2 separate regions of the Gossypium arboreum genome follow, and region 2 is linked to region 1. The links are chromatin contacts, called in public Hi-C maps. All regions are on one chromosome and are shown on one strand. The core of a region is the stretch at or near the end of the contact, and the rest is flanking DNA. Distances in the headings are between cores, read along the strand shown. Region 1 holds the start of LOC108468300 (protein DETOXIFICATION 49-like). Region 2 holds the start of LOC108468301 (pathogenesis-related protein 1B-like).

Region 1 (4,119 bases), core at 1,034-3,533:
CAAGAGAAAATCTAGATTTGTTTTGTTGAATAGATATTTGGGTCGTAAAACTCAATTTTTTTAGATTAAATTTTCCACCCAAATGAAAAACGGGGTTTGAACCTATACCCCACGTGTCATTTTATGACACTAACTCGTACGCGCAAAGTACGATGTTGATTTTTCGATACCCGACTGAGAAATTGCTACGTTGTACGCGCAACGTGATGCATTTCCAAACAAAACGACACAACAAACATGGCCGGACTAAGAAACTTGTACTGTTTGGTTCACAAATCTATGTTCTGTTTCTCCGTTTTTTCCATTCCGAAACACAAAGAAATTCTATTCTGATCAAATTCACAGGAAAAAAAAAAACAATTGGTTAGAAAAATCAACCCCTGCTATTAACTCAAATCAGACAGGTAAGTTGTTTTTGTTTTTTGTCATGATGTAATAACCCTGAAGATTCTTTCATACTCCCATCCTGGTTGGCGTGGTCATCATCATCAACAGGGACCTCTCTGGTCAGTTCCTGCGCCCTCCAGGCTTGAAAGTCCCAATCGGTGCGAATCACAGTGAACAACATGGTTAGCAAACACGAACCTTGGGCGGCTAGAAGACCAAGCCAAAGACCTTTGAAGTCAAACCCTGCGAAGAAACTTAGCCACACTGCAACTGGCATGCCTACAAGGTAAAAACATCCCAAGTTGATGTTTGCTCCTAATTTTGGCCTCGCCGTTCCTCTTAAAACTCCGCAGCCTGTTGTTTGTGGGCAGTTTCCGAGCTCACAAAGTCCAAGTATAGGCAAAACCATGGATGTTAAGGCGATGATTTCCGGGTCTTGGGTGAATATTGCAGCCCATTTTTTTCTAATCAATATAGCAAAAAGGAATGCGGAAAATCCGAGTACCGAGCTCGATGAGAGGCCGACGATTGCAGCTAGTTTTGCTTTGTTTGGATTGTTAGCACCAAGTTCATTTCCGACTCTTGTTGACACACCAAAGCTTAAGGAAGATGGAAAAATGTATATAAAAGATGTGGTTTGAATTAAAATACCCATTGAAGCAACAGTTGCTTGTGGATTTAACAACAGCCCACATAACAAAATCATGATTTCATACCACCACCATTCCAGGCAAACTGAAATGCAGCTTGGAATGGATAAATTCAATAAATATTTCCAGCCTTTGAAGCAGTCTGAGGAAATTCCACCCCATGTTTTCTTGTACACCCCGGAGATTTTCACGTAAACAATCAACGAACCTACGAGATTGAAGTTCGTCCAAACGGACCCCAAAGCAACGCCTTTGATGCCAAGATTGAGCACCGAAACAAGAAGGTAATTAATGGGAATGTGGAGAAGAATCGCCAGAGTCGAACAGTATGTGAGAGGCAAAGTTATAGACTGAGTCCTCAAATATGTACGCAAAGGGTGTAAAATGGATTGTGCAAGAAGGTCTGGAAGAGAATAAAGAATGTAGGATTGAGCTTCATTGGCCATATTTTCATCTTGGCCGCAAAAGAGAAGGATATTTTTCATGCTGAACCACAAAGAAGCAATGGCAATTGAAGTCAAAAGAAGCATAAGTATCATTTTTTGCATGGTGAGGCCAAGAACTTTGAATCTTTTGGCACCAAAAGCTTGACCACAGATGGGCTCCATCCCCATGGCAAGGCCAGAGAGAACGGAGTACCCTGTGATGTTAGCAAATCCAATAGCCAGTGAGCCACCGGCTAAAGCGAGCTCCCCTAGACGCCCAAGAAACAACATGGAAATCATGGATCGAGAGTAGAGCAACAGCCCCGTTAGTACCATCGGGAAAGCTACGTTGGCTATGCAATTCAATTCACCAATTATTGGAGACAGACAAGTCTTTTCTGAAGTCATGTCTTGTCTTTGTTCTGTTAGGATCTTGAGGTTCAAAGGAGTACTTAACATATCTGATTCTTGTACCACGATTGTAGCAAGATTTTCGTGATCCAAACTCTGTTTGCAAGATGAGGAGAAGCCCCCCATGATTGTGCACTTCCTTTTTATGGTACGGTGAGAAAACGAAAGTAGGAAGAGCACTAAGGGTAAACCAGAGAGGAATTTGGGTATAATCGTTTGAAGGAGAGATAGCCAATTGGGGGGGGAGGGGACTGAAAAGATGGAAAGAGTATGTGGGTTTTAAAGGGGTTTTTAACCTGTGGAGACAAGAACAATTGACAGATCGAGCTTCCTTTTATGAACGACCAGGAGATGTCACTGTTGCCAATTGGGTGTGCAAATGAAAAATCAACCCCTGAATGGGAACTCGCTTTGTTTAAAATTGCTTCACAAGTGTGAAGTATTTATGAGGATATCGGTTTAAAACCTATTTGCCTTTTACCTTCTTTAATTGATCTAATTAAAGGGGGAACAAAGCCTTTTTAAATCTCCGATTTTACGTTTTTAGTTGAGGAAACATAATAAATATTTGGACGGTTATATGTGGACCTAATTATACACATGAGGAAGCTTGCTGAACCTCTACTGTTTTGTTGCTCAAGCAACCCTCTCAATTATCTTATTAATTTCCACCAATTGATTGGCTGCTTTAATAATGTTTAAACCCTCTTCTTTTCGGGGACCTAACCAAATAATTTTTTAAGAATGCCCATGGCTATGCAAGTTGTTTGTTACTGTTAGGCTTGAGTTGATATTTCATACCTTCTTTATTTTTTATTGATATGATTGAGGTTAAAATGATAAAGGTAAAAATAGTGAAAATTAAAATGTATAAAATAATATTTGTATATATTTATGAAAATATCCAATTATTTTTAAAATTTTATAATTAAATTAGTAAAGATGAATCTAACCTGTTAGGTTGAATTAAACATTAATACTCGATTTACACATGAATGTTTTAAGTAGTTAATGGTTAAAGTTAGGATGAAATCATAACTAACTCCTTTACACACAAATAATAAAGAAATCACTGAGTTTTTAGTTTTTGAATGTGTCAAATAAGGAATAAAATAGTAATATTTTCATGGTGCTGACACATAATGATTTTTTATAGTATATACATATAATAATAACAATTTAACGGACCACATAAAAGAGATGGGATTTAATTGATCTTTTGTTTTGGCAAAAAAGAGAGAGATAATGTTATGAAAACATAAGGCTAGGGTTTACCACTAAATCCTATGATTTTGTCTTGGAGCTAGCATTGGTCGGATAGGCCTAGGCTCTTCGTGGATTCAGTGTACTCAGCAGCTATGGACGGTGGCGGGCGCCGATATATGCCGAAGGGAGGGGGATCCTGCTTTACATGTTTCATGTTTGTCTCGATCGACCATCATCTTCCTCGGACACTTCACAAAGTTCGAATTAACCAATAGTGTCACATGAAAGGTACAAGCAACTGTGATCAACAAACAGTAACGGCAATTTTGTTCTTTGTGACAAAGGGAACTCATGCTCCTGTTTATGTACTTTAATATATCATTTTTGAAATCGAAGTCTACAATAAGTTAATTAATTCTTCTTTTCATGATTGTTACTTGAAATTGTGAGTACAATCTCTCCATCGTTACTATATCAACAAGATTTGTTTGGTTAAGTCAACAAACTCAGATTTTCGTCCCTGTTATTTTCTGTTTAAACAAGTTTTTCGTTAATATTCAGTAAATGAATTATACTTTACATTTATGAAAACAACCCACATTCTAAAGATAACCAAATTTGTACAATCCACTATCACTAAAATCATAATTTATCAAAGAATAATAGGCTTCTTTCCCACACAAAAAGTGTCCATTTATGTTATACTTTTTATGAGTTTGCTAACGTTTTTAGCACCATTTTTTAGGTTAATTAATCAACATATTTAAGGAGGCAAAAATCAATATATTTACAATTTTAATAGAGGAGATTATTATATGAGATTCATTGTATAAGTTTCAAAATTATATATGAAATAAATTATTAATTGTTTTTAATATTTTATTTGAGTCTTTAAAGTTTTAGTGTTGTATCAATTAATTTTTTTTTATTAGTTTAGAGTTGTTAACTTTGTAGAACACTCACATGTCATGGGTCCCAGTAGAAAACCCGTGGCCATTGCACAACAAATGCATCCAATGGAGGTCTATTGTTCAGATGTG
Region 2 (3,960 bases), core at 259-2,758, 160 kb after region 1:
TTTCAAATCAAATTTTTTTTCAAAACTTACCTGATCAAAACACAAAAAAAGTTTATTCTTCAAGGACTAATCAATAATTTTAGTTTTTTCTTAATTAACTTTGTTTTGATTCGATTCTTGATCTAAACAATTATTTTATACAATCCATTAATACCAAACATTTTCATAATATGTCATGCCATGAATGAACCTATGGAATCTCATTTTTTGATACGCCTAAAGTTTTATATTTTATTCAATTTAGCCACTAAATTGGAGATGGTCATAACTTTCAATTTTTAGCCTCGACTTAAAATCCGACTTCAATTACATTCATTAGGGACTTTCTATTTTCTATTTATACCAAAATCTCCCAACAAATTCAAATTTTATTCCCTATGTACATAACTAATAATTAAATGTTATAATCTAGTCCTTTTCATAATCTAAACTTAAATCTATCAATTTCACACCCAAATTTTATAAGAAATTAACAATGACAACTTAAAAATTTTAATAATTTTACAAATTGGTACATGGGTAACTAAATCAAGCTCCTATGATCTTAAAAACATAAAAATTACAATAAATGGCTCAAACTGCTTACCTTGGCTGGCTAGCAGAAAATGAAGAACATAAAATGTTCCACTAATATTTGTCTTATATACTTAGATTATTCTTTAATTAATTGAAATTAATCAAACTTAACTAAACCTCAATCACTATAAATAAAAATAGTGAAAGTGAACATCATCATCCAATATTTGATGCAACAAAAGGGTTTATTTACTATTTTGAACCTTTGGCTAATTGCAATTTAAGTCTCTAAGTCTTTGGCCAATTAAAAACTTTTAGTGATCGAACTTTTACAATTTAGTCTCTATACCTAAATTAAATATTTAATTGACAAAATTAATGGACCAAACATTAACATTCTTTTATAACAACTCTGTAAATATTCATATTCAATATTTATGGACTCGGTTCACAGAAATGAGATTTTAAAATCTCATTTTTCAATACCACAGAAAATCAGATTGTTACAGTGTAGAACTTAAGTCATAGCTAAAACTTGTTGAGTTATAGTAATTTAGCACTCCATGTAAACAAGTTCGTGTCTTCACCTCTGTTTTTCCCTACACTTTTTACTTGGTCTAGTTCCAACTTACCAATAATATATCAGTGTGCAAAAGTCAATGTTCTTTCTAATAAAAAAGATGTTTCACCCCAAAATTTTCTCACTACCTCAGTTACGTAGCTGTCAATTAACTATAAATTTGGAATCAAAATCTTTAAACTTAATTTGATGTTTTACTACATTGCTTTCAATCAAAAAGAAATTTAGAAATAAAATTCCTTTGAACATAGTTACTAATGATTGATTATATATATAGAATAAAATTTTAGTAAAGGCGCAAACATTTTCTGAATTTAGGCTAGATTTTAATAGAAAATTTTAGTTTTTACTGTTGGATGTATAACTACATTTTGTTTTTTTACACCATCATGAATTCTTATATTAGAATTTTAATAATCTCTTTTTTAACTTCTTATAAATACCTCCCACAAATTTCCCATTTCTCATTTCTCATACCTTCCACAAATTTCTCATTTCTCATCAAGTGACTTATTCCGCGTACCTTTGGCATCGCCAATAGCACTAGAAACCAAAATGGCGTGGTGCAAAATTCTATTGGCGGTGATTTCGGTCGTCCTACATTTTACTTTGCCTTCTTTCGCTCAAAATTTGAAAAAAGAGTTCTTAAATGCTCAAAACAATGCTCGTGCGGCGGTGAATGTTGGGCCATTGGCTTGGGATGACCAAGTGGCTGCATATGCACTAGCATATGCAAAACAAAGAATTGGGGACTGTAATCTTGTTCACTCCGAGGGTCCATACGGAGAGAACATTGCAATGGGAAGCGATGACATGTCTGTCGCAGATGCATTGAAAATGTGGATTGATGAGAAAGCCTATTACGATCACCACTCTAATTCGTGCGATTTAGGTGAGGTTTGTGGCCATTATACTCAAGTGGTTTGGCGCGACTCAGTCCATGTAGGGTGCGCAAAGGTTACGTGTGACAATGGAGGAACCTTCATTACTTGCAACTATGACCCTTTTGGTAACGTGGTTGGACAGTCACCTTTTTGAGACTTGATATTTATAATCAAATTACCATCTATATATATATCATTGAAGGATGTACTATTTTCGTATGCTTCGGAGCAAAAGATTTGCTAATGATGTAACATGTATACAAGCCATTTAAACTTGGCTTAATGCTTTAGTTGAGCTTTTGAGGTTGGAAGCATGCAATTTAGCAAGGAAGATTTGCTCTTGACTTGTCTATGGAGATGTACTAGATGGAAGATTACCTAAATAGTATCCATGACTTATATGCCTCCATATATATATTGTATGCATCAAGAATAAAAGGTTGTGGTGCAAAGTTTATTTTATAAAATTGATCTTTGAAACTTCTCCATGAATTTCGCTCGTTCAGAAGCAATATATTATAAGCATTTCACTATATTTACGGATTTTTATATAACTATATCGAATTAGTACATTGCACAATAATATTGAAAATTGAAAAATATTCGATTATTGATAGGATTTAAATTTAAAGTTTCGTTTGTTTGTCAAGAAAATATATTTGAAAAATAATTTCTGAAAAATAATTTACTTTTCTATAAATAATTTACTTTTCTAAAATAATTTATAGAAAATAATTTACTTTTGAAAATAATTTAAAATGATTTTATTTTAAATTCTCCAAAGGCTTTTTATAGGCTTCAAAATTGGTGACGCCTTTGGACTTGAAAGACGGTAATGTGTCAGATTATGTGGCGTTGAAAGTGAGAAATTAATGGTCAGTTACCGCGATGACCCACCGTCAAGAGCAATGTACCCATTACTTTGAAGGTAGTCCCTTGAATTAAAAAAAGGTTGTATTGTTTTCTGCTGCTCTGCAATAAAAATTAGAGCATCATTAAGAATTGTACTTTGGGGACTCTGCTCATTTTCTGCAGCACAGGTGTGGCAGGGACATCAATCCGAAAAGATCAAAAGAGGGGGGAAATTAAGTCTGCAGCAGAGCCTCACATGTGCTGCTTTGATCCATCCTTTTAGGCCGTGCGAGGGATATGTATATGATCCTAGGGCAGTAATTTGATTGGTTGACAAAAATAGTCACTTCCCCATTGTCAAGAATTATTCAGGTTGCAAATCTTGTAAACCAATTTTTTAGAATTTCAAGATCTGGGCTTTTAGATTGTTAAGGATACAATCATAGTCTCCCAACGAAATAAATGAAGTTAATGAGCACAAACAAATTATCATACAAGATTATTTACGGAAAATATGAAAATGAGCAAGTGCAAGCTCGTGGAATTTCAAAATGTTGGGTCGTACACAGTTGGGCAGTTCCCGGCTGTGGTCCCAAATCTCCATGGCACCAATCATCAAGCAATCTTTCTTTTACCTTGGTTGACGTGGTATCCTAACAAGAATCCTAAAACAGACATAAGAATGGTCGAGAACAATGCAGCACCCAATTCTCCATACCATAATTCAACTTCTAATTCTAGCCAATTTCAAATGTTGAATGCATGGCTTCCTCCCCAATAGGTGGTCTAACAACGGATCAGTATGGCTAGCTTATATCTCTTCCAAGGGTGTAGATTCAATGGCCGATTTTGATAGTGAGGTCGTTACTTTTCTGCAGCTGATTAGATTCAGAGGCTTTTAATCATATGATTTATCAGAAGAAGTTTTTTTTAATTGATGAAAGGAAGCTTCAATTTGACTCTAATATAAGCATTACATATGGTTTACTTGTTACTACGGAAACTAATGGAGATTTGGTACAGGACCAGATGGCATTTATTATTTCTAAAATCAAGACCCACGGCTTTTCTGTAAAATAGAGGCCAAATTGTATTATGACATCAATGCCTTGGTCACATATCCTTTAA

What was found. Hi-C and Micro-C count contacts between places; a contact is called where the count stands out from the background.
Region 2: a Hi-C map of leaf shows a contact between it and region 1, with 4 times the contacts expected there. The contact joins the promoter of LOC108468301 here to the promoter of LOC108468300 in region 1. A contact is called at or near these places in 2 of 5 Hi-C or Micro-C datasets (both in leaf).

What each region holds. Positions count from the first base shown.
Region 1 is chr8:10,028,703-10,032,821 of ASM2569848v2, forward strand. It overlaps LOC108468300 (protein DETOXIFICATION 49-like), which reads right to left and starts at 2,284. Exons shown (of 1, transcript XM_017769190.2): 1 at 264-2,284. The coding sequence starts at 1,999. The coding sequence ends at 392.
Region 2 is chr8:10,193,792-10,197,751 of ASM2569848v2, forward strand. It overlaps LOC108468301 (pathogenesis-related protein 1B-like), which reads left to right and starts at 1,509. Exons shown (of 1, transcript XM_017769191.2): 1 at 1,509-2,472. The coding sequence starts at 1,652. The coding sequence ends at 2,134.